2 separate regions of the Gossypium hirsutum genome follow, and region 2 is linked to region 1. The links are chromatin contacts, called in public Hi-C maps. All regions are on one chromosome and are shown on one strand. Each heading gives the region's core, a stretch centred on a gene start, on an enhancer-like site or on the middle of the called end of the contact. The rest is flanking DNA. Distances are from core to core; before and after follow the strand shown.

The links. A called contact is a pair of places that touch in the nucleus more often than the background predicts.
Region 2: a contact with region 1 is called in a Hi-C map of leaf, with 4 times the contacts expected there. The contact joins the enhancer-like site here to the promoter of LOC107952012 in region 1. A contact is called at or near these places in 17 of 34 Hi-C or Micro-C datasets (anther, callus, fibers and 4 more).

Annotation. Positions count from the first base shown.
Region 1 is chrA03:104,489,491-104,495,273 of Gossypium_hirsutum_v2.1, reverse strand. It overlaps LOC107952012 (protein NEOXANTHIN-DEFICIENT 1), which reads left to right and starts at 3,414. Exons shown (of 10, transcript XM_041100447.1): 1 at 3,414-4,008; 2 at 4,116-4,199; 3 at 4,301-4,364; 4 at 4,472-4,518; 5 at 5,208-5,262; 6 at 5,530-5,568. The coding sequence starts at 3,944.
Region 2 is chrA03:104,566,528-104,572,310 of Gossypium_hirsutum_v2.1, reverse strand. LOC107886723 (a long non-coding RNA gene) reads left to right here. Exons shown (of 4, transcript XR_005918058.1): 4 at 370-593. Among protein-coding and RNA genes, the nearest start is that of LOC107886723, 9.9 kb to the left of the region's middle. Within about 2 kb of position 3,475, at least 4 of the 9 cell types and tissues checked have an H3K27ac peak or open chromatin away from gene starts, as enhancers often do. A contact at or near this core is called in hypocotyl and leaf, where this site is marked.

The DNA.
Region 1 (5,783 bases), core at 2,165-4,664:
AAAAGGAAAAGATTTGTTTTTTTCTATTCTTTATTTTTCTTGTGTTTCCCAAAATATTTTTTAGGACATGTTATTATCATATTTTTTTTATCAATAAAACCTGCCAATTTGCATTAAAAAAATATAAATAAAAATATGATGACACATTTATTATAATATATATACATATAAGAGATAAAATTGTAACTTATATAATCAAGCAAATGATTGTATCAACTATGATATAAAAGAAAAAAGAAGAAGATATTTATAAGGGTAAAGTACAAAATAGTCACTTTTGTTTGCTTTAGATTACATTTTAGTCATTTATGTTTGAAATGTTACGTTTTGGTCACTTACGTTATCGTTTGTTACGAAATGATCACTCTACCATTAAGTTCCATTACCTTCCTAACAACGGTCTACGTGGCGGTCCAAATGGTTTTAAAATGCTAACTTGGATGTCCTACGTGGCAGTCCAAATTAAATTTATTTAATTAAAAACATATTTTCATCCCAACAATTGAATATCCAAGTTGGCATTTAAAACTTATTTGGACGGTTACGTAGGATTGTTTTTAGGGAGGTAACAGATTTTAATGGTAAAGTGACCACTTTGTAACAAAATGATAACGTAAGTGACTAAAATGTAATCTGAGACAAACAAAAGTGACTATTTTTGTAGTTTACCCTATTTATAATCAAGAATGATTTTGTAAATTTTGGCTTTCAAAACTAATTTTAAATTCAAGAATCAAATATCTATGTTAGATTTACCAAATCTAAATTCAAAAGTTTTTTATTTGATATCCAAACAAAAATTTTAGATTTGCAAATCTAAATTCAAAATATTATTTTCAACTTCGAATTCTCAATCGGCACTTAAATTTTTTAGGGATTTTTTTTTTGTCTTGTTGCCAATGTACTTGAAAATCTTATTTTTATTTGAGTTGTTTTGTATCTAAATTTATAGGATTTTGTTTGTTTTCTCTTTTCCATTATTTTACAACTTTGATTCCTTCAATGGTTTGATTGTTATTTTTTAGTAGATTGGTAACAACTTAATTTAATGCTTCTTAATATAATAAGTAGTTAAAAAAGGATAATATAATTTTTCATTTTTAAATGTCTATATTTTTTTGAGTTCATTTTAGTACCTGATTTTGGTAACTAAATTTATTTTGATTCCTAAACTTTAATTTTAATAAGATTTAATGATGTAATCAGTAATATTGGAACATGACTGGATCAGATAGACTAAGAACTGATCGATATAAAGATCTGAACAAAGGAGTTGAACTAATTGACTAGATAACTACTTGAAACTGGTAAAAATAAACAATCACGACAACAATCAACAGTTGAACAGGTTGATTCGGTTTAATAATTTCTTTATATTCTTATTTTTCTAAAAATAATTATGAACTTTTAATTATTTATTTAATCATTGTTTGTCTGATGGTTGAACAAATTGAATTGGAGGAATTGAGAATCGATGACCTAATCTATTCAACCACCGGTCCTGTCATTAAAACATTGAATGTGATACGTTAAGATTATACAAATTTTATATAATTTTTTAAAATTTCAAGTAATGATGTAATAGTTTGAAATTATATCATATCATCAAATTTTTGTAATTTTTAAATTTAAAGATTAAAATAAAACTAATTATCAAATTCAAGTAGTAAAGTGAAAAAAAAATAGCAAAATAAATCTAATTATAAATTCAATCACCAATAATTATATTATCTCTGAAAAGTGGTATGTGATCTCCAAGGACGTCAATTTTTATTTTTATTTTGACAACTACGAAAGACGTCAAGTTGGTTGAGGAAATTAAATAGAAAATTATATTTTTTAGGGAAAAAAGTACAGCACAAAGAAAAGTTAACACGTGATTCGGTAATGAAAATAATATTTAAAACAAAGTTGTTATTTCTTTTTAAATCAATAGTTACAGTGAAAAGCTAATTTCTAAAATTATAAATAAAACTTAAATATTTGTAATTTTTTTTATCATGAAACAAAAAATAAATGATAACAAATAATTATCAGTTATTCTTATAATTAGATTACTTAATATGTAAATAAGGAAATGGTTTATTTTTGGAAGAGGAATTTTAATCCATAAAACGAAAAGATCCTAGTTGCATAAACATCTTTAAAATAGTTTTGAATAGATTACATTTATGGTTTTTTTTTTTACCTCAACTTACATTTTAATCATTTATATTTAAAATGTTACGTTTTAGTCACTTACGTTATCGTGTTGTAACATTTTAGTAATTAAGTTATTAATTGTAGTTAACGGTGTAACGGCAAACTAACGTGGCACATTAAACCATCATTTCAAACAAATTTTTAGGTTAAATTATACAATTGATCCCCATATTTTTTCGTTTTGAGCAATTTAATTTTTTTTCGTTTATGATCTTTTAACTTTCCTTTTTTTTTTCATCATTTTCTGCTTCTCCCTATGTTTTCCTACCTTCTTCATTTCTTTAAAAAATGGAGAAGGTAAGAAAATAGAAGGAGAAGCAAAATTGAATGGAAAAAAAAGAAAAGAAAAGTTAAAAAATCATAAAAGAAAAAATTAAATTACTTTAAATGAAAAAATATGGAGACCAATTGTATAATTTAACTTAAAATTTTTGTTTGAAATGATGATTTAACGTGCCACGTTAGCTTACCGTTACGCCATTAATAACAATTAACAGCTCAGTGACTAAAATGTTACAACATGATAACGTAAGTGAAAAAAACATAACATTTCAAACATAAGTGACTAAAATATAACCTCCATTGGTGTAGTTTACCCATTAATTTTTAAATTTTAAATCATTCTAATTATATCTTTAAATTGTTGAGATTATATCAATCACATCATTTCGTTACTAAAATTGTTAATTTAACTATTAAATGATAGGTTAGATCTTATATGATATAATTTAAAAAAGAAAAAAAAAAGGAATGAATTGAATTTTGCAAAAATGAATGTTTTAAAAAGCATAATTAAGGTTTTCAATTTTTTTTTACAAAAGTTTTATTGTTTACTCTTTTTGTTTTTAATTTTAGTTTTTATTTTTAAAATTTATGCTACAAAATTTTATTTCTTTAAAATTTTCATTTTAAATTAAGTTATATAAGATTTAGCTTATCATTTGACAGTTAAATTAATGGCTTAAATAACCTAATTGATATAACATTAATAATTTAAGATGTAATTAAAATATTTTAAAATTTATATGCAATTAAGTGGCTAGTATAAGTTAAAACAAAAACATAGGGGAGAAAATGGGTGTGATAATTTAACTAAAATTCAAGTCGGTCATATTGAGAAAAATGTAATAATAGAAAAAGCATGGGTAAGAAATTGTTGTAGATGGGAAGCTTAAAAGAAAGCTAAAATCATGGATTTAAAATTTTGTGGTTAAAGGTTCCAGTCCACCATCAAGACCAAGATAAATCAAAGGAATTGATATACACCGAAAATCTTATCCGGATCAGGAAATGGATTTAGGGAAGATTAAGTTAGAGATGGTACATTCAGTTGGCGCCAAGCCATAAGAAAAGCTCAGAATTAGATGAAATGAAAGGATGTGCAAGTAAAGTCTATCCACTTCTTAACTTAAATACCGCCTGCCTATCGTGCCTTCTCTCTCTTCCTTCTGTCGGTTACTTCTTTAAATTCCTCTTTCATTGGCTTTCAAATTAGTCTCTCTTTCTCTCCGCTACACACACACACACACTCTTCTTTACTCTTCCCTTGCTTGCTTGCTTGCTTGCTTTTCCATCTTCCTTCTTGCCATATATAATTTTGTATTAATTTTGTGATTCTGCTATAACATAAGTTGGTTCCACTTCCTTGTTCTGCATATTGGGTGGTGGGATCATTTGGGTTCGGCTTTTTTTTTGGCATCTCCTTGCTGTTGAAGAAATTAGGTTCCCAGCTGCGAGTCTCATGGGGTTCGGAGAAACAAAAAGTTCACCAGGCTATGGCAATCCACCCTGGATTTTCAAAGGCAGGTCAAGTGTCAGTGTCAAACCTACTAAGCTTTTTATCCATATTATTTGGTTAATATGTATATATATATGTTGATGTGATTATTGAATTTGTCTGAATTTCATCCCAGTGCCTTGTATCAACTCCATCTTGTCAAAGCTGAAACTGTTAGAGCATTCATACCCAAGGAGTTACGCCTAGTTGAAGCTTTTGGGTAGTCGTATTTACTTAAAAATTCTATGGGGGTTGATTGTGGAGTTTCAGAATTTCATGGTTTTTGCTTTTCACAAATTAATCATGGCATGCACAATGCAGATACACACTGGGTGGTTTTTTCCTTGCCAACTACGATGACAGCCCTGCTGGGGTGTTTGATGAGGTTTCGTACTCTCATTTTCAATTAACGTTTTTATCATGTATTAGGTGGTATTGAGAGAAAATATTGACCAGTAAAAAGTGATCACATGTCAACTGTTTCTTTGCCAGCTTGTGGTGATAGCAGGAATTGTGTGGAATCCCCCAACGTCTTGCGCGTATGTGTTCTCCCCTCTTTCGTTGAGATTGATTAAAAAAAATTAGTTAATTATACATATCATGTATGGAGGAAATGCATCATAAGTTGAGTGAATTCGCTGGCCTTAAGCCTTTACAAGTCAGGTCAGGGCTGTTCTGTCTTGGTATTCATGTACCAGTTTCCTCAAGGTTTGGCTTGAACTAGCAAAAAATAAGGTGGTGCCCACCACTCAATTGCGTTTCACTTTATGTGCTAACTATGTTGGTCAGTCAAACTTTTATAACTTGAATTGTGTCTTATTGCTCATTATATTATGCGGCTTTTCTTATAATTGTTCATTAATTTATGCTTCCATAGGAATCATTCAGTGGTATTAGTCACGTTTGGTATAGTAGCAAGTATCTTCCTCAAGTGGCATGAGCAACTTGCCATTTTTCTGTAGGAAGTGTGTCAGGTTCATGCATCAGGAAGAAGATCACTTTACACTGTTTGGATCACCTAGTTCCACTCAATAAAACCTAACTGCCTTGTACTTGTTTCCTATCAGAACCTAATGGACTTGTATAGAAGCATTAGAATATGGATGGACTGTCAAATTATCATTTTCATTCATGCCTTGTCTTATAGTTGTTCCTCTTCTATTTCCTTTTTGTACTCAAACTAATTGCCTCTGCTTCTTGTTTCTTTTCTTAATTTAAATTTGAACAGTTGGGCAGCCAGGGTTCTTGTAAACAGTGAAGAAGCTTGTCACCATGGACGCAAGGTAGGACATGGAAGTTTAGAATGGTCTTTTAGCAACGAAAACTAGATCTCTGGCCAAATTTACTTGATTACAGCTTTAATTCTAACTCTACACCAACATACAAGTTGACCTTCACTCCTGCAATTCCAATGGTTCAACATAGGGATGCAGAGCTCCTTCTACACCGTGATCAAGGGGCATTGTTAAAGTAACTAATGCACATAATTCCTTTATTTCTACTACTTGAAGTTTGAACTTGCATTTTTTTTTCCCCTGGTCTTGTTGCAGGAGGTAGGGCTTCCAAGTCAAGTAGCCAGATTTTCAAAGGTAGTCCTCATTCTGCCAGACTCACTGTAGCTCTGGCACAATTTTCTTGCCTATAAGATTGGTCTAAATTTGTATACCACCATGAAAATTGTAAGTGTACATGTGTCAACTTCTTTGTCAAGATGAGCTCTTTTCCAGTAGAGGTTCGCTGAATTACAACATTGATGGTATTAATTAGAATAAAGTCTGCTTTGAAAAATCCATTTCACATTGCA
Region 2 (5,783 bases), core at 2,226-4,725, 77 kb before region 1:
AGTAGTCAAACCCTGAAACAGGGGATATTTTAACTAATAAACTGTACTAATTGGCTTGACCAAAAATTCTAGAAAAAAATTGGTAAGTAGATATATGAGTATAAATTCGGGGAAAATTTACGGATTTAGATTTCGAGTTTTATAACTCGAGATATGAATTATTTAGCAACTATGACGCAGTTGGACAACTTGTCTGAAAAGTATGATATAAATTATCTGAATTTGGTTAAGTGCTCAAATAAGTTTAGTAGTGCCTTGTGCTCGACTTCGGCAACGGTCTTGGGTAAGGGGCGTTACAGTAAGTCCCCTTGAAAATAATTTTAAAACCTCACCTGTCTATGTGATTTTGACCATTCAAGTTTATGGCAGGTGCAACATCTGGGAATCCGGGATCTTATGATGACCGACATCCGTAACTTGCAAACATTTGCACTATACATTCAGAAGAATAATGTCAAATTTAATTTGTTTTCCGTTACCAAGAAAATGGAAAAGAAGGTATTTGTATTCACACTGATGTTCCTTGCAAAACACATTTATCCTTCTTTTATGTATTTTCAAATTTATGTAAATTGAGAGTATCGTTCCACTTGGATTTGGATTTCTTTTTTCTTCTGATTATCGTTAATTATTTATCCTTTGTGTTGTCAAGATCGAATATGAGTTTGACTTTCTAAGAAAAGCCAATGCTATGGAGAGAATTTGCTATTTCTTATACGAGAATAACACAAAGAACTATGAGTTTTTTATTAACATAAAATGAGGAATGGCTTTTGAGACAAAGGGATTGCGGATCTCAGCTCCTTCTGTATTTATATCGAGTTTTCTTCATGTTTTTGAATAACATAAAGAACTATGAGTTTTTGAATAACATAAAATTAAGGACTATGGTTTTTGAATAACAAAAGACTATGAGTTTTTATTTTGTTATTTCACATATGAAAAGAACTAATGTTACTAAAATTTAGTAATTTTTATGTAAAATTTGAAGGTTTTTATTTCACCAAAAGATTGCTATAAATAATTAATTTATTAAAGAGTATACCTTATAATTAATTGTTGTTATCATGTTATTAAAAAGGATAAAATAAAATATAAAAAATATGCTTTCTATTAAAATTGACTATTAAAATAAAATGTCATTAGAGGATTATCATATCGTATGTTAAACTCATTTTTATATTGATGATTGTGACCTAAGAGAACAGGTGAGAAGCTAGATTAAAGCAAATATATTAGGCATTGAAATATTTTTAATAATAATTTTATATTAAAATTATTATTAAATATTATTAATAATTATATTAAGAATATTATTAAATTATATATTATTTTATTAAATTGTATTTAATAATAATTATGCTAAAATATGATTAAATTATTTATTTTTATTTTTATTAAAATATATTGGACAATAATCTTATTAAAATTTAATAACAATAATCATCTATCTACAAAAATTCTGCTAAGGGTACTTTGGTCATTTAATAACAACATCTATTCCATTCAACTAAACACAAGAATTCTATTACAGCTCTATTCAATTCCATTCAACCAAACAATTGAATTACTGATTACAGCTCTATTCCATTACAACTCTATTCAATTACAACCCTATTCTATTACAATGAACCAAACGTACCGTAAGTGTCATGCTTCTATCATAGGCTTAAGATTTGCGTCAATGGGTGTATAAGGTACCTTCTTGATCCTTGAAGCAAAGGCTCTCTCTTAAGCACGCTTCGGTCTCTTCATAGATTTGGTGGTCGGTATTTTTACTTCCAACATTATTCATAACAAATTTTAAATAATAAGATTTAAAGATGAAAGTTTTTATTAAAAATAAAAATGTAACTTATTTAATGAGATACAAGATGACTCATAATAAATGACCTTAAAACCTTAATCCTGATCTGAATTCCAAAGAAGAAATTGGGCTTTAAGCATTTTAATGAATTTGAATCAAATGTGACCAGACCCAATAAATGGATATTCAAATATTCATCTATGTAATTGGGCTAATTTTAATAAGGTTCAAATGATCTGAAATTAATCAGACTTAATTCTAAATTTAACGGGTTATTTGATTCGAAATAACTATCAATGAGATATTGTTGTCAGTGCAGGAAAACATAATATTATGTACAAATTTAAGTATTGTATAAAAAAATATTTATCTCCAGTAATTTAGACCAAGTTAATTGGGCTCAAAATATAACAACTAAACTTGAAATGTGAGCCAATAATTTGAATTAAAATTCAATTTTTAAGCTCAACTTTAAAAAATCGACAATTCAACCCAGTATTTGAAAAATAATCATTAATACCAAATTGAGTTGAAACTTGATTATTTTTATTGTTATTGACATCCATTTACTCATAATTTAAAACTGAATTTCTATTAATACCATTTATAAAATTATTTCCAAAGTTTTGGTTAATAGATTGAGGCCTATCATGAAAAGCTTGGTTTCTAAGTTCCAATCTACCTTTGTTGGTAAAGTTGAGGTCCTTGGTTTAATGGGATTTTGGTTCAATTGCAATGTTGAAGTCTGACAAACTTTAAAATCATAGTTTGAGTCACATCCTATATAATTTGTGATTTTTATTCATATTTATTCTGGTTAGTTAATTAATTGGAGTGAGTTAATTATTTAGTTCAATGTTTGTAAGAATTAATTCTATTGGACGGTTGTAAATCTTTTAAAAAAATCCAAAGCATATGACAAATTGAATTGGACTTTCTTGAAGTGTGACTTAAGTAAAATTAATATGCTTGAATTATCCATAACCCCTTCTCAACTCTTAAATAGGAGAATAAATGTGCTTTAGCATGCTAGAATGTACATCTTCCTATATTGAAAATATTATTAATACTAACTGAGTTAAGACTTAAAAACTGAAAATTTTTAAATCATTAAGTATCAAATACATGGTTTTTAATTCATTTATATATACTAGCAGTTTCCAAGCATATTAGGCTATTGCTGATGTTAACATGGGTGCCAAAGCTTTTTGCATACGAAACAAAATGAGGTTAGTTTCATATCTTTAAGGAGAGAGTGCAAGGGATTACTTTATATCCATAATGTGGTACATTGGACTATGCAAATCAAGCTGAGTCTTAGATGATCCTGATACTGTGGCTGAAAGTTCAGCTTCAGCATCAGATATTCTGTAGATAGTGTTCTCTCAGAGGAATAATTAGCAATCCAAGCTTGTGGCCTTTTCCTTCAATCTTCATTTTTGCTTTTTTTTTTTCCATCCTGAGTCACAAAATCTGTAATGGCATCAAGCTGTGGATTCAATATTGCGGCTGAAATTAAGAAAACAGGAAAAAGAGAGGCAGCAGGCAATTGCCGTGGGGTGGGGTTGGGTGCAGCCTCACGCGTGGATGTGTAACAGGATACTGTATAGCATTAGCACACAATATTTCTTGAACTGCAATTAGAAAGGAAGAAGGGTAAGCTATATGGTCACCTCACCTCACCTGCAAGTGCATGGGATGACCCAGTTGTGATAGTGACACCTACAGTCCAAGGATCTATATTTGATTGGTGCACTTTGCAAAGAATGATGGCAGTCATTTTTGGTTGGAGTGGGACCAAAAAGTACATCATAATAATAAAGCAGCATCATGGAAAAAGGCAATGCTTCAACAGCCAACACGTCTCGCTACTAGTACGTGTAAAAGTTTTAAGAATCTCAAGAGTCCAAATTGAATTACATGATTTATGATGATTGTTGGCTTGTCTTTGCTTTGGTTGCTGAGGGTCCATCCCAGCGTGTCATCTGTCACCATGGATGGGAACCTTCCCCTCCTCTTCATTGCTTCAGTGCTCACTTGTCACTACCCAATCAATTTAATTTAAGCCCATGATTGGATGCTTTAATTATTACTTAAAATCTTTTTTTCCCCCTTTTTCAGAATGAATGAGTTGGGTCTTACATGCACTTGCGATTGTTACCTCAGCCTCTTTAACTCGCTGCTTGGCAAGTTGTGACTTTAGATTTGGTGGGATGAAAACAAATCTCTCCATTGTTAGAGATAAGATTATATATTTTAATATTATCAAAGCTTTTATTTGATGTATATTGCATTGAAACTTCAGCTATTTCCATTTTTACTTTTATTAAAGTGGCTCATTTAATATGTTAAAAATAAATACTATTTTTAGATTGATATAATCATTTTTTTACCCTTCAATTTTATAAAAAAATTATTTTAGCTTTGTATTTTTTTTTTTAACCATTGAACTTACATTGTTTGTCAAATCAAATCCAAAATGGATGGAAAAGTAAATATTTATTAATTTTATTGACGTGGCATACACGTAAATTGCCATGCATATGTCACATTATCAATTGATTAAATTTTTTAAAAAAATTATACTTCTTTAATAATTTTTATTTTTTTAATTTTAAAAATTAATTAATTGTAGACGTGACATCCATATGGCAATCCACGTATATGTTATATAGGTAAAGTTAACAAATGTTAACTTTTCCATTCTTTTGGGGTTGATTTGACAAACAACAAAAGTTTAAGGACTAAAAACTTACGAAAACTTAAATGAAGGGATTAAATGACTTTTTTCTTAGTCGGATGAACAAATAAATTATTATACCTTTTAAATTTGATAAGATTAAGGATGTATTTATAAAACAATAATAATTAAATATGGGTGTAATTACTTATAATTATACTTCTGTCTATTATAATTAGTGACACCTAAGGGATTAAATATAATTCAAGCACTATTTGCTCCAATCTTTAATGAATTGAGAATTGGGTGAATTACAGCTATAATTAACTATGATGAATTTTATTTTTAATTTTTTAAAGATATAATTAGATTAGGAATTAAAATTGTTTACAAAATTCTAAACAAAATTATACTAATAAATCCTTTATATCTTAAGAGATCAATTTAATTTAATGTATGACTCAACCAATTATAGAAAATTGTGGGAGGAGAGCTGGCTCCTTTGAGGAGGAAGCTTTATGGAAATTGGCCTATCAATCAAGTTGAAGTGATCCATCTGAAAGATAATATATATTTTCTATCAGTAAACTATGTTTTATTAACTAAGTCCATGGTGTTAGTTTACCTAACACTATTCCTTAATCTTATCCTTATTTAACAATTATCTTTTTACTGCCCTAATTTTTGGTTTAATAATGGTTAGTTGTAAAGTGCCAATGTTCTCCTATAACCTAATGATGATGATTAAAATAATAAATCATGACTTACCAAAAACTTAAAATATGGTCCAAATTTTTAAATTTTTTTATATATTTAAAATTTTAAAATTAAGATTTAATTGTTAACACATTTAAATTTTTTTTATTAAATTTATTAGTTTAATTTTTTTATATAAAAAAATACTCAATTTAGTTGCGATGTTATAAAACAAAGGTTTTATTCACTGTTTGGCCCTTGAACTATATCCATTTCTCATATTAGTATCTAAATTCTTTTTGTCTCATTTTGGTACTTAAAATATAATTTGCCCCTGCCATTAACAGTGTTAAAAAAGCAATCAATCAAAACACACCACGTGTCCCCATTGACCATTAATGTGGACGATGGCATGGTTGTTGATCATGCCAACTATGCGTTGACCAAACCAAAATATTGTAAAATTTATAAAAAAAATTTAAAAATCGTAAAAAAATATTTAAATTATTAAAAAATGTTAAAAATTAAAAAAAATTTAAAAATTGTAAAAAAATTAATTATTGTAATAATTATTAAATATTTTTTAAAATATTTTAATAT